Regions from separate parts of the Sus scrofa genome. Here region 2 is linked to region 1. Evidence: chromatin contacts called from public Hi-C data. All regions are on one chromosome and are shown on one strand. Each heading gives the region's core, a stretch centred on a gene start, on an enhancer-like site or on the middle of the called end of the contact. The rest is flanking DNA. Distances are from core to core; before and after follow the strand shown.

The links. A called contact is a pair of places that touch in the nucleus more often than the background predicts.
Region 2: a Hi-C map of liver shows a contact between it and region 1, with 5 times the contacts expected there. The contact joins the promoter of B4GALT7 here to the promoter of RMND5B in region 1. A contact is called at or near these places in 1 of 5 promoter capture datasets (liver), 5 of 47 Hi-C or Micro-C datasets (embryonic fibroblasts, fetal skeletal muscle, heart right ventricle and 2 more) and 1 of 2 datasets of contacts at active chromatin or transcription factors (alveolar macrophages).

The regions. Positions count from the first base shown.
Region 1 is chr2:80,244,834-80,248,971 of Sscrofa11.1, forward strand. It overlaps RMND5B (required for meiotic nuclear division 5 homolog B (S. cerevisiae)), which reads right to left and starts at 2,231. Exons shown (of 11, transcript NM_001243800.1): 1 at 2,167-2,231; 2 at 1,871-1,990.
Region 2 is chr2:80,358,050-80,362,187 of Sscrofa11.1, forward strand. It overlaps B4GALT7 (beta-1,4-galactosyltransferase 7), which reads right to left and starts at 1,829. Exons shown (of 6, transcript NM_001168422.1): 1 at 1,778-1,829. The coding sequence starts at 1,827.

The DNA of each region.
Region 1 (4,138 bases), core at 981-3,480:
CCTGCAGGGACCAGTTAAATGTATCGTGAACTGAGAAGTGTGATTACCTCAATAAAAAAAAATTGTAAATAAAATAAACAAGATGGGAAAGCAGAACTGCTTGCAGTTATTTCACCTGAAAAGATTAAGAGGCCAATTCAGAGTGTCCAAGGTGAAGCATTCTGCCTTAATCAGTCAGTCATCTTCACCAGGCACAAGGATAGAGGAGTGTATGAGTTTGTCTTCAGGATTAATCCAGGGAAGTTCAATTCCACTGTCCTAAGCCCACCTCCCTAAGGTTTCACTTGGACAGAAATCACCTACCAGGGTGACCCTTCCAAAACAACACATCAGATCCCATCACCACATACAAGCCCTTTGCAACTGCACTTTCACTTCCTTCGCACAAGCTGTTCAGAGCGCCCTCAACACTTTCCTGCACGGAGAACACAAGATGCAGTTTTATCATCAGCTCCTCAACGAATCTCCCTGCCTCCTCTTCTGCTTCACAAACAAAACCTTTGTTGAGGGTGTCCATTCCACACACATCTGAGTTCCCAGCACTGCAGCATGCCTACTCGCTCGTCCACCTCCCCACACTAGACTGCTCAGGGCTGGAATCCAATCTCATCCTCTCTCCCTTCAGTGCCCTGGTCCACAATGGGTGCATCCACTTCCTAACTAGGGGGCCTGAGCTCAAACCTGCCAGGGTTAGGCAGGAAGAAATATTAAAATCCCCACCAAGGCAGGCATATGGGTTTTGTCTCCAGTGTTCAGTATCCTAAAACAAGAGGGCCCTTTCTGGTGCCAGGGAGGAAGAAGGGAAATGTGCACACATTACAGAAAGGTCCCCGTTGTCTGACACTGAACTGAACAGCCTCTGCTGGCCCAACCCTTCATCTTTTGCACCCCCACCTTTATCCATTTTCACCCTACACATCACTCCTCTGTTTAAAACCCAATAGATTCCCACTGTACTTAGAATAAAAACCCTTCTTTTTTTCTTTTTTGGCCACGCCCAAGGCATGCAGAAGTTCCCAGGCCAGGGATTGAATCTGCACCAGTGACAACACTGGATCCTTAAACCACTGAGCCACCAAGGAACTCCACCACCCTTTTTATGCCCAAAATCTCTCTCTCTGCTCCTACCATTCTCCCCCTCAATGGCCATATTCCAACCACACTAGCCTTCCTTCCATTTCTTTTCTTTGTCTTTTTGCCTTTTTTAGGGCCGCATCCGTGGCATATGGAGGTTCCCAGGCTAGGGGTCTAATTGGAGCTGTAGCCACCAGCCACAGCCACGCGGGATCCGAGCTGCGTCTTCGACCCACACCATCGCTCATGGCAACGCCGGATCCTTAACCCACTGAGCAAGGCCAGGGATCGAACCCACAACCTCATGGTTCCTAGTCGGATTCGTTAACCACTGCGCCACGACGGGAACTCCTTCCTTCTATTTCTTGAACATCAGTTTATGTCTACCTCAGAGCTTTTGCACTGGCTGTTCCCTCTGCCTGGAACACTCTACTCCCAGATCTTCCTGTGGCTAGTTCCTTATCAGAGTCTCAAACGCAAACGTCATTTCTCCAGAGACGCTCTCCTAGACCACAGTATCTAATGCTGCCCCCTCTGCCCCACCCCACACCTGTCGCTCTATCAATTCACCCTGTTCCTTATTCTCATTGCACACCTTTTTTTTTTTTTTTTTTTGTCACATTTTTTGTCATTAACCAAAACTGGAGCGAGGTAAAAGCCCACCGTTTTTCTGGACGTCAGCCACCACTGGGAGTTTCACCTGCGTGAACATGCAAATTGCTGGCAAACTCCTACTCATCCTTCAAAAGACCTTAGTCGAATGCCCTGCCTGGCTCCCACGTCCGTAACGGGTTACCTCCGACCCCGCCGGGTCGCACTAGATTGGGACGTCTGAGTTCGAGCGACTCCCCCAGCAAGGGTGGCTCCTCGAAGGTTCTGAGTTTGTGAGGGTCCAACTCCCAGCCTGGGCCGACGTCTGTGGAGAAAACAAGGGCAAAGAGGACTGGTCGGGGGGCTTATTCGCGGGGCTTCAGAGAAGACCCGGAGGCTGGGAGTCTAGCGAAACACGGGCCCCCAGCGCCCGAGTCCGTGGTCCCGGCGCGCCCTGCCCTCTAGTCGCACCTCCCCTCCCGGAAGCTCGCGGCCTCTCACCTGGTCCCGCAGCCTTGGCCCTGGCTTCCGGCGCCGAGCCGCTGCCATCGGAACCGGAAGCTACTGGCCGTTGCTCCGCAGCTCCGGACTCGCCCACTCGCGGCTTCAAGGAGGGGTGGCCAAGCCTCCCCCTCCCGCGTGCCAAGGTTGGAGTCGCCCGCAGGATCCCCGCGGCAGCTGGCTGCCTCACCTCCCGAAGTCGGGACGCTGCGCAGGTGCTCCCCTGGGCCCTCGGGGCCGCCGGCAGAGCCCCGAACCTTCCCTTCAGCGGGAAGGAATCCGAGCGACCCACTTGCTGGCCAGCGGGTGTGCGCACTGCGGCGCCTCGTTCAGAAGTCTTAAACCAGAAATGACTGTGCCTCCCCCCCCTCCCCGCCCTCCAACTTCGTTTAAAATAAAGACATTTGAGAACTATGTCTAGATACTCATATTGCAATAGAACAAAGGGTGGGGGGGAAAATGTGTACATGTAAGAGTAACTTGATCCCCATGCTGTACAGCAGGAAAAAATAAAATATAAAAAAATAAATTAAAGACAGTACTGAACAACACAATGCCTGTAAGCGATCCAACGGTTAGGCTTTCCCGCGACAGCGCCTTGATTCTCTTTTTGAAATATCAAATGATGTTTAAAAGAAAAGTTCCTCTTTTCTGCCCTATCCCTGCTGCTCCTCTAAGCCCGGACTTAATACTCTGGGCGTTCAACAGAATTAAATTCTACTGTGAGAGACCGACCCCCTGCTCTGCTGCCCTCCATCGGTCGCCCTCCTTTTGGAGTTGGGGGGGAGACGGGTTGCACAATTGCCCTAAGGAGGGAGAAATAAGGATTGGGAAGGAGGAGAGAGGAAGCAGTGATCCCAAACGCAGGCCAAGACTGAATTCCCCCTCCCAGGTCCCCTTCCTCTGCAGGGAAAAGGCAGAGAAGTTTCCCACCTCCTCCTCAGACTTAAGGGACTTGGACTAGAAAGAGCGCAAGAGAAAAGACTCGGTCTCATTTTCCATAACTTCCTGCTCTCTTTTAGACCAGATTCATTCCAGGGCATTTTACCCTCTAACCCTCCACGCCTCCTCCCCACTCCCATAAAACACGCTTGCACAATCTTGGTTTGTTTTCTCTATAGCACTTGCACAATCCAGTCCTGTTTTCTTTATAACATTTAACTTTAAATTATCTTGAGCGTATATTTGCTTATTCTTGTTCTTCCTGCCCCTAACACCCCACCCCCCTACACACACACACACACACACACACACCCTCTTTTAGGATAAAAGCTCCATCCAGGCCAGGACTTTCTAATCATCGCTGTTATATCTCCAACATTCTCCAACATATGTGCTTGGAACACAGTAGGTGTGCAGAAATAGTCTGAAGTGACCAGTATCCTCCACTTATGAATGAGGAAACTGCGGCTCCAAAACCTGACGAAACACGCAATGAAGAGGGCGGTGCACAGCACCTCCTGGAGCCCGCGTGAGCGTCGCAGCATCCTGGAGAGGCGGGTCTGCTCTGCACGGTGAGCCTGGGTGGTCCTGGCCCAGGCTAGAGTCGTGGGGGCGGAAGGCTGAGTGAATCTTGCCTGGGGCCACGAGTCCGAGGCTGAGACTGCTGAGGCTGCGTCCAAGCCAGCAGGACCTCACAACCCTCCGCGAACGCCTCAGGCTTCACCACTTCCTCTGGGAGAGCCCTGGCCTGCCTCTCAGCCACAACGGGTGAGAACCAGAACTTAGAAGCCCAGCTCACACATCAGGCTTTTTCACCTCTGTGTCATTTTTCCCCCAGTATGTGGCTCCTCTTACATCGTGCTTTGGTTACTTTTCAGGGTGCACGTTTTCTGATTTGTCAGTATTTCCTTGTTGGAATTGGGTGACTTGGGGTTTTGGGGGGTTTTGTTTTTTCCATTTTATGGCCACACTGGCAGCATATGGAAATTCTCAGGCCAGGGATTGAATCTGAGCCACAGCTGCGATCTAG
Region 2 (4,138 bases), core at 579-3,078, 110 kb after region 1:
TGGGGGAAGAAGCAGTGACCATTATCTGGGAGAATGGCATGGATTGGGCATTCCATGCACTTCCACATGCTGATCCCTCAGTCCAGCCTTTCCTTCCTCCCAGGATACATACTCATGGGCACTCTCTTCCTGTGCCCCAAACCATTGAACAACCGAATTTAGAGCCGAATTTAGTGTCCTCTGGACCTTGGACACTGAGAAAAGTTGCTCCTTGTGCCACCTGGTGGCAAACTTTAGATCTGCAGTCTCAGCTGCTCCCAGACCCAGGCCACTCTGGTTCTGGGGAGGCAGACTGGAAGAGGTTTTGTCTACATCATCAGTCTGTGCCCAAGGCTAATGAGAGGCAGATTCAAACCCATACAGACTGGTTCCAGTGCCATAATTCTTAACTGCTACAATAGCCTGCATCTGTTGCACGGATCTTTGTACCTGTGGGTCAAAAGTAGCACTGACATTGGTAAAGTTTTCTGGGAGCATGGTTATGTTCCAAAAGTTTATGGGAAGGAATTGGGAACTGGACATTCTCCTCCATTACCTTTCCTTTCTTCTCTCACACAAACCTTAGTGGTACAGGTTTGACTACTCAGCTGCTCTGGTGTCAGCACCTTCAAGCTGCAAAAGCAACTGGAAGTCAACTGGCATCTCCTCTATGCCAAGCAGTGTCAAGAGTTTTACATATATGACTTCCTTTCATCCTCAGATAGACTTGAAGAGCAGATATTATGATCCCTGTTTCAGAGATGGAAAAGCTGAGGAGAAAGATTTAAGTCTGCTTCTGGTCACATGGCTATCAAAGAGGATTCCTGTCCAGGCCTAAATCCACAGTCCAGGCTTTCTACCATAGTCCTGTCTTCTCGCTTCAACACAAAGTCTGAAAAATCCCCAAAGATTAAAGAGTTGTGCCCACTCTATTCCAGTCGTTAGGCATCTGGCAAACTTAAGAGACATAAAGAAAATGAGGTGACATCCACTCACTAGGTAGATCCACCATCATGTGTTCTAGTGAGCAGAGTTTTGGCAGTTCATCTCAAAACTGAAGTGTGGGTGTCCTTCCAAATGTAAACGGCCAAATAGCTCTCCTCTACCTCCCATTTTGCTTTAGTGGTAATCACTAGCTAAGGTCTGGGTCAAGCTCACACCCAACACAAGGGGCAGACCACATTCAAGCACAGCTACACCGGAAATGAACTAACGTTGCAGTCTGAGGAGTGTTTAGTCTCCGCCAGGCAGTGGCCAGCCAGGCAGAGCATAGAGCTTCTGTTGGGTGTATTCTTCTGGGCAGTCAGAAAAGACTGGGGAAGCATGAGGAGGGAGGGTAGGGTCTACGGCAACGTGGATGTGATGCGGGATGCAGAGACCAGAGAAAGACAGAACCTCTGAAACCAGAGACAGACAGAGAGACATCCACTGAGGGAGGCCAACGAAGCCAGAGACCTGCACGATGATAGAGGCCAGTGGAAAAACACAGAAACCCATGAGAGAAAGAGACTCGAACAGAGGGATAGAAACTCACAAAGGGAAGTCAACGGAGAAATACAGACCTGCTGCGTGAGGAAGACCTGCGGAGTGACGGGGACTGGTAGAGACAGAGACCTACACACAGAGAGACAGAGACGCGAATACAGAGAGAGCAGTGACCCACAAGGAGAACCACAAACCCTCAGAGAGCCCCGCAGAGACGGAGACGCGACGGCCTCGGGCTGCTGAATCCCACGGGGCGGCCCGGAAAGGATCGGCACCCGGGAGGACGTGGCCCGGGCCGGCCACCGCCGCTCACCTGCCGTCCTCCCAGGGCAACTGAGCCGCTTTCCTCCGGGAGGGGAACATCGTTGGGGGAGGCGGCGGCGCATGGAGCTCTAGCTCCGAGCCGGGCCAGCCCGGCCTCCCCGGCCTACGCGGCGCCTCCGCCTCCCGCCCCGCCCAGGCCCGTCCGCCCCGCCCCTGGGTCCGCTGGGTCCGCTGCTCCGGCCGAGCCGTGTGCTCCCCGGAGCTGCAGCGTCAAAGGTTCCGCGTCCGGAGGAACACGTGAGCGCTCCAACCGCCTGAACTGCTGTTTTCCGAGAACCGCTTAACATCCCGAGAAATTGGGACCCCAGGGAGGGCTCAAGTCAATGGTCTGGGACTGGACTAAGACCACAAACTTCCAAATCAGCGCCCTGGATCTCCTGCGTCTTCCTCCTCTTCCCAAGGGAAGGCAGGGAGCGTCTGAGCCGCGGTCAACCCAGGTGCAACAAGCTTGGATGGGGACAGAGCCAAGTGCAGGGTTCACCTGGGGTTCGGGCAATACCCTAAGTGATACCCCAAGTAGTAGTTAGGAGCGGCACTAAAGGCAAATTGACTGTATTTGAAACCTGATTCTGCCAATTTGGCTGTTTGGGAGCAAGGCACAATATTTTGCTTCTGTTTCCTCACCTAAGTAAATTGTTCTGATCTATATGGTTACTGTGAGGATTAAAGGAGAGAAAATGCAAACACTTGGTACAGTGATGGGCACAATAGTCAACGCTATATAAATGATAAATGTCATCCAGGGGAGGAGTACTTAGGTGGAGCTGAGGTGAGTACTTAAGAAGGGCATAGAAGATAGATTTCCCATATCTGACCTGTCACTGTAATTTAGCCCTATGCTGGGCCAGCTTCCCTCCTGGGAAGAGAGAGTGGCAATGTTATTAGACTTAATCTCTGTTCTTCCAGGCAAATTTTGTTTCCTAATAAATAGCTAACATGCATTGAGTTGTGACTATGTGCCAGTCATTGTTTTAAATTCTTTGCTACTGTCAGAGTTCCCATCGTGGCGCAGCATTAATGAATCTGGGTCTGATTCCTGGCCTCGCTCAGTGTGTTAAGGATCTGGCATTGCTGTGAGCTGTGGTGTAGGTTGCAGATGTGGCTCAGAGCTGATGTTGCTGTGCCTGTGGCGTAGGCCGACAGCCATAGCTCCAATTCAACCCCTAGCCTGGGAACCTCCATATGCCTTGGTTGCGGCCCTAAAAAGCAAAAATAGATACTTTACTATTGTTAACTCAATCTATTCTTGTGAGTATGGTACTTACTATGCCCACTTTTTTTTTTTTTTTTTTTTGTCTTTTTGCCATTTCTTGGGCTGCTCCCTCGCCATATAGAGGTTCCCAGGCTAGGGGTCCAATCAGAGCTGTAGCCGCCGGCCTACACCAGAGCCACAGCAACTCGGGATCAATCTGAGCCGCGTCTGCAACCTACAACACAACTCACAGCAACGCTGGATCCTTAACCCACTGAGCAAGGCCAGGGATCGAACCTGCAACCTCATGGTTCCTAGTTGGATTCGTTAACCACTGAGCCACGACGGGAACTCTGTGCCCCCTTTAAAGATGAGGTAACTGAGGAGTTTTCTAGGTGGCTCAGTGGGTTAAGTATCTGGTATTGTCACTGCTGTGGCTCGGGTCACTGCTGTGGCACAGATTCAATCCCTGTCCAGGGAACTTCCACATGCCCCAGGCAAAAAGAAAAAAAATAGATAAAAAAATAAAGATGTGAGGAGTTCTGGTTGTGGCGCAGCAGAAACGAATCTGACTAGGAAACATGAGGTTGCAGGTTCAATCCCTGGCCTTGCTCAGTGTGTTAAGGATCTAGGGTTGCCATGAGCTGTGGTATGGGTCGCAGATGTGGCTCAGATCTGGCGTGGCTGTAGCTCTGATTTGACCCCTAGCCTGGGAAACGCCATATGCCAAGGGTGTGGCCCTAAAAAGCAAAAAAATAAATTAAAAAATTAAAATTAAAAAAAAAGATGAGTTTCTGCTGTGGCACAGTGGGATTGGCAGCATCTCTGCAGCACCACGACACTAGTTAAAAAGATCCAGCGGAGTAGGTAACAACTAAGGCAGGAACGAAGGGAGGGAGGAAAAAAAAATGATGAGGGAACTGAGGTGGTTTGGTTGCACAAACTATGGTCTCAACTACTCTACTTCTGAGACAACTTTACTATATGGGTGGGAAATTATTTGTTCCCAGCAGTGCTCTTTCTTCTTTTAACCCCACATACAATCCACCCATCCCCTTCTTGCTGATCTCTCCTAGGGCACTGTACCTTATAGCAGATCCTTGACAAGTTCAGCCTCAATTTCACTGATGACAAAGGCGAGGCCAACCCCTGCAGAGA